2 separate regions of the Canis lupus genome follow, and region 2 is linked to region 1. Evidence: chromatin contacts called from public Hi-C data. All regions are on one chromosome and are shown on one strand. Each heading gives the region's core, a stretch centred on a gene start, on an enhancer-like site or on the middle of the called end of the contact. The rest is flanking DNA. Distances are from core to core; before and after follow the strand shown. Region 1 has its middle 100 kb from the start of ZNF516. Region 2 holds the start of ZNF516 (zinc finger protein 516).

Evidence for each region. A called contact is a pair of places that touch in the nucleus more often than the background predicts.
Region 2: a contact with region 1 is called in a Hi-C map of amygdala, with 3 times the contacts expected there. The contact joins the promoter of ZNF516 here to the enhancer-like site in region 1. A contact is called at or near these places in 3 of 9 Hi-C or Micro-C datasets (amygdala, blood and skin fibroblasts).

Annotation. Positions count from the first base shown.
Region 1 is chr1:3,147,133-3,153,586 of UU_Cfam_GSD_1.0, reverse strand. No RefSeq gene overlaps it. Among named protein-coding and RNA genes, the nearest start is that of ZNF516, 100 kb to the left of the region's middle. Within about 2 kb of position 2,861, at least 12 of the 20 cell types and tissues checked have an H3K27ac peak or open chromatin away from gene starts, as enhancers often do.
Region 2 is chr1:3,246,909-3,253,362 of UU_Cfam_GSD_1.0, reverse strand. ZNF516 (zinc finger protein 516) reads right to left here and starts at 2,324. Exons shown (of 6, transcript XM_038525759.1): 1 at 2,224-2,324.

The DNA.
Region 1 (6,454 bases), core at 1,612-4,111:
CTGTGGTATAGGGTCTTCAATTCTAAATTTCTGGTCTCATCTCTGGACTTAAACCCCACCTTTGAGTCTGCCCCCACTGGAGGCTGTTAGTGTATTTTGTTAGTTTGGGACACTTGGCCGTTTTGACAATATGGCTGTGACTCAGTCACATCCTGGAAGCAGACCGGAGCTGGTAAAGCAGGACACGGAAGCCACAGTAAAGTCAGACCCTGGTTATGTAGTCACCGTGGTCTTTGAGAGAGCAATGTCCTACAGTGATAGAAGGATTTCAAAGCCAGATTCTATGGATCTAAGAGTCAGTAGAGCTGAAGAAGGGTGGAAACTATCCCTTTCAAGTTGTTGGTGAAAGACGGGAGAGGGGTTGTTGGTTCTTTGCTGTTTGCTTATGAAGACACATAGATGCGAGTTTACTTTGCAGGAGGAGGAGGAATAAGTGCTTGGGATGAAATTAAAAATGTAAGCTCTTGGGATCCCTGGGTGGCGCAGCGGTTTGGCGCCTGCCTTTGGCCCAGGGCGTGATCCTGGAGACCTGGGATCGAATCCCATGTTGGGCTCCCGGTGCATGGAGCCTGCTTCTCCCTCTGCCTGTGTCTCTGCCTCTCTCTCTCTCTCTCTCTCTCTCTCTGTGACTATCATGAATAAATAAAAATTTAAAAAAAAGGGGATCCCTGAGTGGCGCAGCGGTTTGGCGCCTGCCTTTGGCCCAGGGCGCGATCCTGGAGACCCGGGATCGAGTCCCACGTCGGGCTCCCGGTGCATGGAGCCTGCTTCTCCCTCTGTCTGTGTCTCTGCCTCATTCTCTCTCTCTCTCTGTGACTATCACAAATTAAAAAAAAAAATTTTTTTTTAAATAATTAAAAAAAAAATGTAAGCTCTAGAGGAGAGCTGGTGGGGGTGTAAAAAGAGAAGGCCCTTGGGGCTAGACCCCAGCCACTTCCCTGCTCCTGCTCATTTGTCCAGGACCAAGTAGCTCAGAGAGAACTGGGAAGAATAGGTGTCAGACGGCAGAGCCCACAGGCGAGGGAGGGAGGGCTCCATGGGCCACAGTGAGAAGCTTACTTGAATGGGACAGCTGGGCCACAGCAGGGCCCCAATCCACGAGGCTTTGCGACTTGAGCTGGAGGACATGTGGAAGCCACAGGACCTGACGAACTCCCGAACTCCTGGTGCTTAGGACAGCACTTGGCATGCACCTGGCACTTGGAGGGGCTCAGTCAATGTGAGCTCAGTGAGTGAGCATGTCAAAGTGCGTAAGAACAGCCATCACTGTGGCTTTACATGGGAATCCAGGAGGTAAACTGAGTCCTGGCTGATAGGATTGGGGAGGGGCAGGCTCAGGTCTGGGGTTGATTTAATGAGTAACAGGGCCTGAGACAGAGAGAGACTCCCTGTGGTGATGGAGCTCCCCGTGCTGGGGTGCCCCAGAGAAGGGGGTGCTAGGGCTCCAGAGGCCCAGCCAGGGCCACTGACTTGTCTTAATCAAGAGCTAATGTCTTTTTGTTTCCTTCTGGAAGGTCCTTGAGTCCTGGCGAAGCCCCTGGGCTTTTCAAGACAGTGGTGGCTTTGTGCTTCTGTGTGAAATAAAACTTTTATCCAAAAAGAAAGAGAAAATGTATCCAGTGCCATATGTCATCATCCCGGGGCTCAGATCTTCCCAGCGCTGGTGGGGAGGAGGAGGCAGCCACGGTGCCCTGGGGCACCAGAGGCCTGGCTCCTAATTGAGTCTTCCCCCTTCTGGGTTTCCGTTGTGATGCAGGGAAGATACACAGGAAATGTAATTCCCAAACTTGGCGTTTCTTGTTTCCCCCTCACCCTTTAACTGTTCGGAAAGACCTGAGTGGCCAGGGAGACTAAAACTTGATGAAGTCTGCAGAGGTCTGAGGCGGCAGGACAAAGGGCCTGGGGCCCGGACCTGAGGCACAGGTGTGTGGACCGGGCAGGGCTGGGCTGACCCTCAGGTCCCCTGGGGGCTCTGTGCACGTTAGCGGGGCTCTCGGACCCCACTGGGCGGGGCGACCCAGGACCTCGTGACCCACTTGCGCTCCTGTGTCGGGAGCCTTGGGGCAGCCGGGCGCGGGGCTGCGGCTGTGGGCGCCAGGGCACGGCGGGGGGCCCGCGGCCGCGGAGGAGGCCGGCCCGGGTCGCGGGGGTCTGCACCGCCACGTCTGTAGAGCTCCGAACGGGGGCGACGCAGCGCCGTGCTGTGGCCCCAACACAAACGGGACGCCCTGCGCGGCGGGCCGGGGCCGGGGCCGGGGGCAGCGGGGAGCTCGCCTTGCGCGGGCCCGGGGCGCAGTGCACCCGGCGCACCTCGGGGTGCGGGGAGCGGGGAGCGGGGAGCGGGGTCACCGGCCGGGCCCGGGGGGCGGAGGCGGTGCAGGGGGCGGCGGCGGGGTCGGGCCGTTCCGCTGTGTTCCCGGGGGGGGGGGGCGGGGGGAGCCTTGCCGAGCGGGACACGCTCCCGGGACAATGCAGAAAATGGGCGCCGCGCGGGGCGGCTCCTCCCCGCGGAAGGAGGTGGCGCCGGCAGGAGGCCCGCCCTCTCGGCCGCTCGGGCGCGCGGGGCGGTGCCGGGAGGGGCCCCGTCTCCACGCCCCGCGGCGCGGCGGGCCTTTGTCTCGGCGGGGGGCCGCGGCGCCCCCTGCCGGCGGGTGTGCGGGGCGCGGGGGCGCGGGGGGCGCTCGGGGCACCGGCTCGGCACCGCTCGCACCGCCTCCGCCCCGCTCCCCCGCCCCCCCGTGTGCTCGTGGCCTCCGCGGCGGGGACGCCGAGCCGCGTCGCCTCTCCCAGGACGTCTCCGAGCCGCGGGGTCTTGGCGACGGAGAATCCTCCCAAGTCCGTGGAGCGTAGGTCGGAATTGAGCGCAAAAGGGCAGCATTTCGCCGTTAAAGGCGCAACGTGTAAACGCAACCTGAGCGCTTTGGTAGATGGATGCAGAGCGGGCCCTGGTGGGCGCCCCAGCCCGGGCCCCCGCCCCCGGGAACGCGCTCCCCCCGGCGGGCTGCGTGGAAGCGCCGGCTCGCGGACCGCAGTGGAGGCAGCGTGTGTCCTGGGAAAGCCCACGCCCTCCCCGCTCCAGGGGGCCGGCTTGGTGACCGTGGGTCCCCGGGCAGTGGCCGGGCCTCCCGCAGCCCCCGGGGGAAGGCTCTGCCCGGGGCCAGCACCCCTAGGTGCTCAGGAACAAGCCGTGTGCATTCCCAGGAAGCAGCCAGCCTGCCCAGGAGCTCCACTGCATTGCACCTGGCTTTCCAGCAGCAATAAATAAAGAGTCTGGGGGGGGGGGGGGGGCGGAGATTAATATAAAGTCATGATGGAGAGGCAGAGAACACAGCAGAATGCACCGACTCAAGACAACGTGTGCAGAAGCAATTTGCTCCTGAAACTCTAAACATGAAATGCTTTAGTACTTCCTGGCAGCTCTTCGGTAGCTAGCAAATAAATATTTCCACATGGAAGAAAATGGTCCTTTGAACTGTGGCTTGTTCTTTTGGAGACAGAAATACAGCAAGGTGCGGAGGCTTCAGGGGCACAGTGCCCTGGTAATTTATCCAGTTTGAAAATCGTGTGCCTTTCCATTAGGACTCATGGCTGGTAAACACGGGTTCTCTGGGGAATTGAATTAGCCCCACAGCCCCCTTTGCTGGTTCAGGAGACAATAGAGTGACCTCTGGCCCACAAATGATGCCTTCATTGAATGCTTTGATTATGTGTTACGTTAAAAAACAATCCTATTAAAAGTCGGGACCCTGCCATGCGTTTAATCTGCATTGGTTACTCTTGCTCTCCTATCTCTGAGTTTGTTACCCAAAGATTAAAAACACACTTTGGACGTGTGTCTCCTGTGCTCTGGATTTGAATCAAACACAGGATCAGGTCTCATGTCAAAATACCAGGCAGCAGGAGAATACTTATCACATGATATCACAGATCTTTATTCCTACAGAGGCTTGGGTTTTTTAAAAAATAAAAGTATCCGGGCACCCCAGGTGGCTCAGCAGTTCAGCACAGCCTTCAGTCCAGGGCTTCGAGTCCCACATCGGGCTCTCTGCATGCAGTCTGCTTTTCTCTCTGCCTGTGTCTCTGTCGCTCACTCTCTCCCTCTCTCTCTCTCTGTCTCTCATGAATAAATAAATAAATAAATAATCTTAAAAAAATAAAAATATCCTGACTAAGGCCAGGAACGTAGGGCTTCACTGTGCTGCCTGCGCAGGTTGGAGGGGTTTCCAGGGAGCTTTGAAGCATTGGAAACTTTTCTGCTCTGAGTTTTCACAGCACTTTGAGCAAAAGTTCAAGTCACAGGGAGAACAGTGAATTATGCAGGTATAAATGAGTCAGGTTTAATGCAAATGAACTTCATTCACTCCTTGGTTCCGTAAATATTTATTGAAAGCCTATTTTGTTTAAGGTGCTGCCACCTCCAAAGAGGCCAAGATTCCCTGGGTGCATCAGACCCACATGCAAGTCTGCAGGCCGGCCTGTGCTCGCGGTGTGGACGCCTCTGGTTCCTGCAAGATAGTGGTGTGACTACACACGCCTGGCTTAGACTTCTAGGGAGGGCTGGTTTTTTTGTTGTTGTTTTTTGTTTTTTTTTTTAATCAGACTCCCAACTGCTTAATAGAAATTTAAATGCTCACCTAGTGCTGTCTAAAATATGTTATTGGCATTTACCAGATGATAAATCTAGTGTCTTGGTTGCAGGGAAAGAATAAAAAAATCCGGGTGTCCCCTTTCAACTCAGTTTTTGTTGGTCTGCCATAATCAACGTCCCTGGCTCATTAATGAAGATTCTCTCCCCTCCTCCCTGAGTGCCCTCATTCCTATAATGTAAACAGCTACTAATAGCTCCTATTCCTCTTTGTTCAAACAAACAATAGCCTTTATAACTAAGAAGAAAATTAGTATCAGGTGAAAGCCTCATTTTAGGGTGCTTAAAGCTTTTTCTTTTTTTCCAGAAGAACAAAGTACAACAGTAATCTCCAAAAGAAGAATTCACATTGAAAGTTTAGAAAGCAACAGGACAAAGGTCTGTTCTTTAATGATGCATAGACACACTTGTGATTGAATTTTAAATATTTTTCTTTTCTTCTCTTTAACTTCCTAACTGAAAAGCTGAAGCCCAGGGTAAAGAGGATGGTCAAAGGTCTAGGGAGTCAGGACCCCCGCCCCTAGTTCTGGTATGACCTGCTGGCTTTGTTGCACTAAAGGCAGAGCCTTAGAAGTGGGTGGAGGGGGACTGGGTTTCTTCACCAAATTAGGGGATTACATTTAGAAATGTCACAGTAGGGCTTGGAAATGAAGAATGAACTACAATATGCCCGAGTCCCTGGATTCCTTTCCAGGGGAGAAGGAATCTCTTCCTGCTTGGCTTCAAGTGTGCCTAAGAAAGCACCATCTGATTTGAAACTTGAATCCTTGGGAGAGGAAGGCGGGTGGGGGGCGGGGCAGAGGAGGGGTCGAAACACATTTTGTCTTATTCTGTGAAATGAATGCAGTTCGGGTCTAAACTTCAAGAATAATCCGTTGACATGCACGTCTGTCGGTAAGCCTGCAAGACGGGGTTGTTGTGCTTTTATAATTTTGTTCTTTATGTCTTTAACAATGATGAGTCTGAAAGTCATCAGAACAAGACAAATGAGCAGATCCTCTGAGCCAATCCTCTGCTCCTTGGCGCTGCCAGGGTCGGAGTGGCATCGCGCTTCCAGTTGTCACATTCTCTTTTGGCTCGAAGTAGGTCCGATTTCCTCATGTTGTGTCCTAAGATACAATTGAAAAAAAAAAAAAAAAAGGATTAAGAAACAGATTTCTTTCTTTTCTTTCTTTTCTTTCTTTCTTTCTTTCTTTCTTTCTTTCTTTCTTTCTTTCTTTCTTCTTTCTTCCTTCCTTCCTTCCTTCCTTCCTTCCTTTCTCTTTCTTTCTTCTTCCTTTCTTTCTTTCTTTCTTTCTTTCTTTCTTTCTTTCTTTCTTTCTTTCTTTCCTTCTTTCTTTTTTTTGCCTCAAAATAGCATTTAAGATTTGAAGTGAGTGAAATTATGCAATTGAAAGAAGCAAATATATTTCATTTCTTCAAGGTGCAGAGATTGACACTGGGTTAGAGCAACTGTATTGTTTTTTAAGAGGGAAATACTGGCTAAGCAAGGAATGGACTCTCATACCTTAGAAATGCTTTTATACATTGGAATGAAGAGAAGCCCCAAATTAGAAATGAGAGGGATGAAAGTAGAGCAAGAACGAGGAAATCCATGTGTCGTGACTGTTAATACTGCAGGATGATACTTTGACCGGTACCGAGGTGATGCCTGGCTCATGACACAGGCTGTTGCAGGCTGTCTGGGTCTTGTCCCTTTGGGCCTGGACTCGTTGCAAGTCTCAGTGTGTGAGCCTGAAATATTACACATGGGGCTCTGGCTTCTAGAAGTTTCAGGCTGCACAGAGTGGGGGCCACCATCCTCCAAGG
Region 2 (6,454 bases), core at 1,075-3,574, 100 kb before region 1:
TTAAAAGATTCCTTCTGGTAAATTACAAAGAGGACCAATAGTTACCCTGGAAAACGAATACATAAAAATCCACAACAACCCATTAAACTGAGTGCTGGTTTTTCAAGAACAGCCCATGACTAAAACTCTATTCAACTTCCTAGGTCACATTACCACTTTTCCCTATTTGGTAAGACTGAAACCGTCTGGGAGAGCATACCTCATTCTAAAGTATTCTCTAAAGAAGTCTCTTTCCTTCTTCACATGACTTTCGCTGCACAACATCCACATCGAATGTGTCACCTATAAAACTCAAATATCTCCACAGAGAAGCAACTAAAGTAAATGAAGGTGACGTTTGATCTACAGAAATGGAAACAATAGGCTTTTCCCATGGACTGGCTCTTACTCTCCTCCCTCCATGAGGGTCTCTGGGACAACATTTTACAAAGTTAGACAGGTAGGACTTCAAAGTCCCAGGAAAACTTTAATCTCTAAATTGGCCAGTCACCTTTAAAGGTTGTTTACCAATGACAATGGGATTAACACCAATCATGTAAGCTATACTCACCGGTGATTAACACCAGTTACACAACAAAGTTAAAAGTTCTTCATCTGGTGTGTCTTGGTATTTAGAAAGACGATTCTGACCAACAAAAGCTTTCAGAAATAAAAATAAGCAAAGCTTCTCTCCCCCCACCCCCCCACTGCTGAATACTGTACCTACCAAATGCCCTGCTTTGCTGCTTTGTTTCATTTTAGAGAGGCATTCCCACTCCTCTGGGTTAGTTTTATTACACATCCCTTGGGACTGTTATTTTTTTTAGAATGTTAATGTGCCCTCCATGTTTCAGTATATTCAAATGAGCTAATTGAAGAAAACAAGGTCCTACTAATGAACTAAGAAAAATACGAGACTGATTCGCTTGTGTCTGAGCCCATGAAAATTCTCATTTCATGAGCAAAGTCCTTGAGGCTTGCTCAGGGCTGCAGCTCGCTGGGCCCGTCCAAGATGGCTTGGGAGCCCGCTGAAACCAAAGACGTCCGGCTCGGATAACCAGCTCTCAGACCCAGGATGCAGGCCAGCGAGCTCCACTAGGGCTCCCCAATTTCACCAAGAGGGGGAAGCAAGGTCCCAATCATGCACAGCAGAGGCATGCGGTATATTTAATTCTAGCGGGTCTGTGTCAACATAAATAGCACAGCTATTTTGACGCCACAATCGAAGAATGTAAGAGAAATTGAAGGAGGAACAAACAAATGATAAAGTGAGCTTTTCTACGCGGCAGCAGAAAGTATCCTATCAAATAGCAGGCATGCCTGGCTCCTTAAAGTAGCACTTACATTCCTAAACCAAAATACTCCAATCATATTAATAGGGAGGCTTAAAAAATAATCTGGAGAGGATCCTGCTGGGGGAACATCCAGCCTCGCTTCCACTCGGGTTAGTACTCCCAAGGCATCTCAGCGCTCGGGCACAGGACGGAGGGCCACCGGTTTCTAAACCATCTGTACCCAGGACTGCAGGCTCCGTGGCAGGTTCAGGAGGCAAATGCGTTTCCGAGGCGTGTTTAATTAAGACCCCCGTCTAAAGTTCCTTTTGTGGCTTGCCTTGGGTCCCGCTGCCCCCGCCCTTTGTTGCGTGGTGGACCCCGCCGGCAGGCCGGGCCCCACGCCCTCGGGCACCTCTGGGCTCCCAGGACCGGCCCCCGCGTCCACGCGGGCCGCTAGCCGCCGGCACGGAAAGAGGCCACGCAGGCAGGGCGCCACACCCACGCGCGGCAGCCCCTCGCGGGGACCGCCCCAGGGCGCCCAGCGCCACCCACCCGCCGCCGCGCGGGGCCCGGCCGGGGCCGGATCAGGTGCGAATACTTATGTAATCGTCCTCGTGGGCCACGCCTTTCCCACCGCCCCACCTCCGCCAGAACAAAGTGAAGTTTAAAATAGAAACCAATTACCTGGCCGCCGCCGCGCCTCGGCCCCCGGAGCGCGGCCCGCGCCCGAGCCCCCGCCCCCCGCCCCCCGCCCCGCGGAGACCCCCGCCCCGGCCAGACCCCCCAGACCCCCCCCCCACACACACACACACACCCAGGCCAGGCGCCCCCTCCCCGCCCCCGCCCCGCCGAGACCCCCGCCCGGGCCAGGCCCCCCCTCCCCGCCCCCGCCCCGCGCAGACCCCCGCCCCGGCCCGGCCCCCCCACCCCGCCCGCCCCCTCCGCGGCCAGTCCCCCGGCCCGCACGGACCCCCGCCTTTGTTACGGTGCGAAGTTGGGCCGTGGGTCCCCGTCTCTTTCACTTCTTGGGTTACAGTGCAGGCGAGTGACGTCCGCTCCACATGACGGGGGCGGGGGGCGGGCGCCGGGGGGCGGGGGGCGGGGGGCGGGCCGGGCCCTCCCCCACCGCCGGCCCTGCCCGCCCCGCCCACGGCCCGCCCCCCGGCAGCCCGGCAGCCCGCGGCCCCCGCCCCGCCCCGCCCCCGCCCCGGGGCGGGCAGGTAAATCCCCCCGCCCCCGCCCCCGCCCCCGCCCCCGCCCCGCCCCCCGCGGCGCCCGGGGCCCCGCGCCGCCCTCTCCGAGGTACGGAAATAGGAATGATTTAATCCGCGACACCCCCCTGCTGCCCATCCTCAATCCGCGAGTCCACGGAGGTGGGGGCGGGGGGCGCAGAACCCGGTCGAACTCCGGGCTGGGGGCCGAACACGGCCGCAGCGGGACGACCGGGTTCGGGCGCTACTTCGTGACTGAGCGAGGTTCTTGCAGGGGTACGACGGGGGGTCGCCCACGGACCCTCGGCGTGACCCCGGGGCGCCCGGACACACGCCGCGTGGACTAGGGCGGGGCGCGGCGTCCCTCCCAGGGGTCTCCCCGGAGGGTTCTGCGGGGAAGGGGCCGTCCCACGTGGGTTCTTAACCCGTCCGGGCGGCGGCAGCATCCATCCCGGCATCTACGACACCGCAAGGGAGATGCTCCGGGGCCAGGTCCGGTCCCCACGCGTCCACACAGCTCTACCGGGATTCCCGGGGAAGCGGGGGCCGGAGGAGGCCGGGGCGAGCCGCGGGGCGGCCCGTGGCGCCTCCGCCCCTGAATGCGCCCATTGTGCGGTGGACACCAGGCAGGCGCTCCGCACTCCGGGCTCGGGCGGCCCAGAACTTCCACTGACCCTGAGCGGCTCACATTCTAGAATTTGCCATGGACTAAGTATGAACTTTCGGCGAGACAATAAAATACGAAGTTGTAAGGTTCGTGCTGTCCTTCACTTTTCTGCGGAATTCACGCCCATTTCAGCAGTCCCCGTTCTTTGTACGCTGTGCGCCTGGCGGGTGGGCTCCCCGCCACCCGGACCCCACGCGCGAGAGGGCGCGCCTGTCGCGTGGGAAAGACACGGAGGGAACTGCACGTTTCGATTCCCCGGCTGCTGAGAAGCATAATCATATCACTCCTCTTTTCTTCCCCTTCTGCAGGTTTCGACTTGAATCCGAAAGCACCTCCAAGCGCCCAATCTTTGCAGGAGAACACTCGGGGGAGGCAGGATCTCCATGGGGACTGCCGAGCACCCCTCTAGCTGCCCAGACGCAGGGAACCGCTTGCCCGCGTCTGGGGCGCAGAGCTGTGCACATCAGGAACCCCGCGGATGCGCGGGGCTGGTCGCACTCAACAGTGTGCACACACATGGGCGCGTGCACGCGCGCGCGCACACTCACGCTCCAAATTACCTCCGGGATGGAGAAAGCCGCTGCGGATTGGCCGGCAGAGCCATCACTCACGCCCAGGGGCAGGGAGACTTTGCGAGGCTGTTTCCTTTTTTTTTTTTTTTTTTTTTTTTTTCCTCCTTCCCTCCCTACTGTTTCATTTAATGGTAAAACAACAGCAGAGCCCTGAAAGTTAGCCATCTGCGCCGAGAGTTTGCTTTCTTTAACGACGGGGGCGTCAGACAATATCCATTTAAATATATTTTGTACTTCCACAATGGATGAAAAGGGAAATTAGCAATCCCTGGTGGGGGCGGAGAGGGAGCGAGGGGTGAGGAGGAGGGGGTCATCCGGAGGGGTGGACGCAGTGGGAAGAGTTGTTCTCAACGCCCAAAAAAGACTTTGACCTTTATTGATCTCGAAATTAAAAAATGTTTTTCACGGATCAGATTATAACAAACGCTGGTCCTCATTTATGAACTCATGATTTTAATTTTTTTATTTAAGCATGCGCCAGCAATTGTGTTTCCTTAAGAAAGAACTGACCTATTTTTGGCTGGAGATAAACGATCATGTTAACAGATGTTAATCTTGTAATCTGTTTTTCCTGTAAGCACTTTACATACCCGGGATTCAGACCTTAAAAATAACATCTTTTCCAAAAAGACCTGACGTCACAATTCACTCCCTGAAAAATCACCCCCCCTCCAGTTTTTTTCCTCTGCAATGATTTCAAAGACATTAAATCTTTTTCACTTTATAAATGCTGATTTGTTCTGCCTCAACTCCCACAGGCTTCTATTTGCATTTCAAATTCCACAGGTTACACCAGTCGCCTTTTCAAAAAATGTAAACCAACAATGAAGCAGCAAATGGCTTTTTGTGCATCTGGATTAAATGAGGCACAGAATGAATATATTTAAAAAGAGGGCTGAGCAAGTTGATCTTTGCACACCCGGAGACCAAGTAATTCTTTATCAGTCAGCCAGCAGCATGAGTAAGATGCAGACACATAAACCCCTGAAGCTCCTGGTCTGATCCCGGTCTGCTGCGGGGAGCTTATTAAGGCGGATAATAAATGAGGCTGACTTACAGACCCACATTTTCGGGTAAAAGGCTGGGTCTCCCTGGTCCCTAATGGCAAGCCTCCACTGGCTTCCCTGCCCACCACCACCGATTGTCACCGCACACCAACCTCCTGCATAAACCGCTGTTTTAAATACCCAACTCGGCTGGCGTTTAACGAACTTATTCATACAAAGTTTCTTTAAAACTTGACGAGGCGGTTTATTCTAAATACTGATGGTAACTATTCCGTCTGTTAGTTCTCCCTGGAAATGGCAGACCAGGCGCATTTCCAACCCCCCCTCCCCATCACACACGCCCCACAGCATTCTTCCTTTCTCGTAGACACCCGGGTGTGTACCGCGATGGAGCCCTCCCCCCCTCACCCCCACTCCGACCCCCGCCAGGCTGGGTGCGTCTGCGAGGAGTCCCTGCCACCCCGACCCCTCTCCCCACCCCTCCCGGTCACAGAGGGGACCATCGCCCCCTGCCCCCACCCGGCCCTAACTTCCCTCCCGGGCGCACTCACTTCTGTAATGTTAGGGTCACTTAGACGCTCCCAGCTAATGGGCATGCGGCCAGGGGAGGGGGAGGCCCAACACCCACCCCACACACACACACACACACACACACACGCCGACACGTACCCGGGGCAGCAGCGCTCCGTGCCCACGGGCATCGATCCCATCAGCCAAACCCTTAATAATTGAAGCGGCTCCTCGGGTCCCGCAGCCCCATCACCCACCTTCATTAGCTGGAGCGTTTTACTTTAAAGTAAGGCAATTTGCTCTTTGTCTCCTAATGGATGGAGAGCGCATCCGAGCTCCCCTCCTCCCGCGTCGCCTTTGACGAAGTGTACAAAGCCTGAGCCTCTTCCGCGCTCCCACCCGGCCCCCACCCCGCCCCTCCACTGCGGTAAAAACCACCTCCCGGCGCTCGCCTCGCCGCCCGAAGTTGCATCTTCCCTCTCCTGGAATTGCCGAGCCGAGCAACTACCCACAGGGCAGCCGAGCCGCCCTCCCGGCGCCCCGGGGCCCCTCCCCGCCCCCCGCCCCCGCGGCGCACCCCGGGGTCCCCCCTTCCGCACTGCCAGGCCAGGGGCCCCGCGCCCGCGCCCCCTGCGGGCCCCGCGGCGCCCCCCTCCCACCCTCCCGGCCCCTACCTTGGCGGGAGGCGGCGGGCCCGGGAAGGAGGACGCGCACGCCCCGCGCCTCTGAAGGTGAAGCCTAGCGCCCGAGGCGCGGAGCCGAGCGCTGCACTAGACCGACCGCGCCAGCTGCGCCCGGGCGCGGGGGACGCGCGAGGGCGCGCGGGGCCCGCCACGCGCCCGGCCCCCTCCCCGCGCCGCCCGGGCTCGCCCGGGACGCGCCCGCCCCGCGGGGACCCCGGCGCCGTCCGGGCTCTGGGGGCTGCGCGGCGGGGGGAGGGGGCCGGGCCCCCGCGGCCGGGCGCAGGCCCGAGGCTTCCCCCAGCCACGGAATGGTCTGCCCTGTAGGAAACGCACACGCTCCACTATTGTCTCATCAGCACAAAGTTCTACCACACTGCGGGCAAAGTCTGGAGGCTCGCGATGACTCAGACACAGATAATTCTTCCCCTAATAGCACTGAATCACGGCCCCAGCGGCTAGTGGTCGCCCCTTCCTCGCCGGGGCTCCGGCTGCCGCAGACCCAGTGCCGGGAAGCTGTTCACGCGCGCACACGGACACACACGCACGCATCC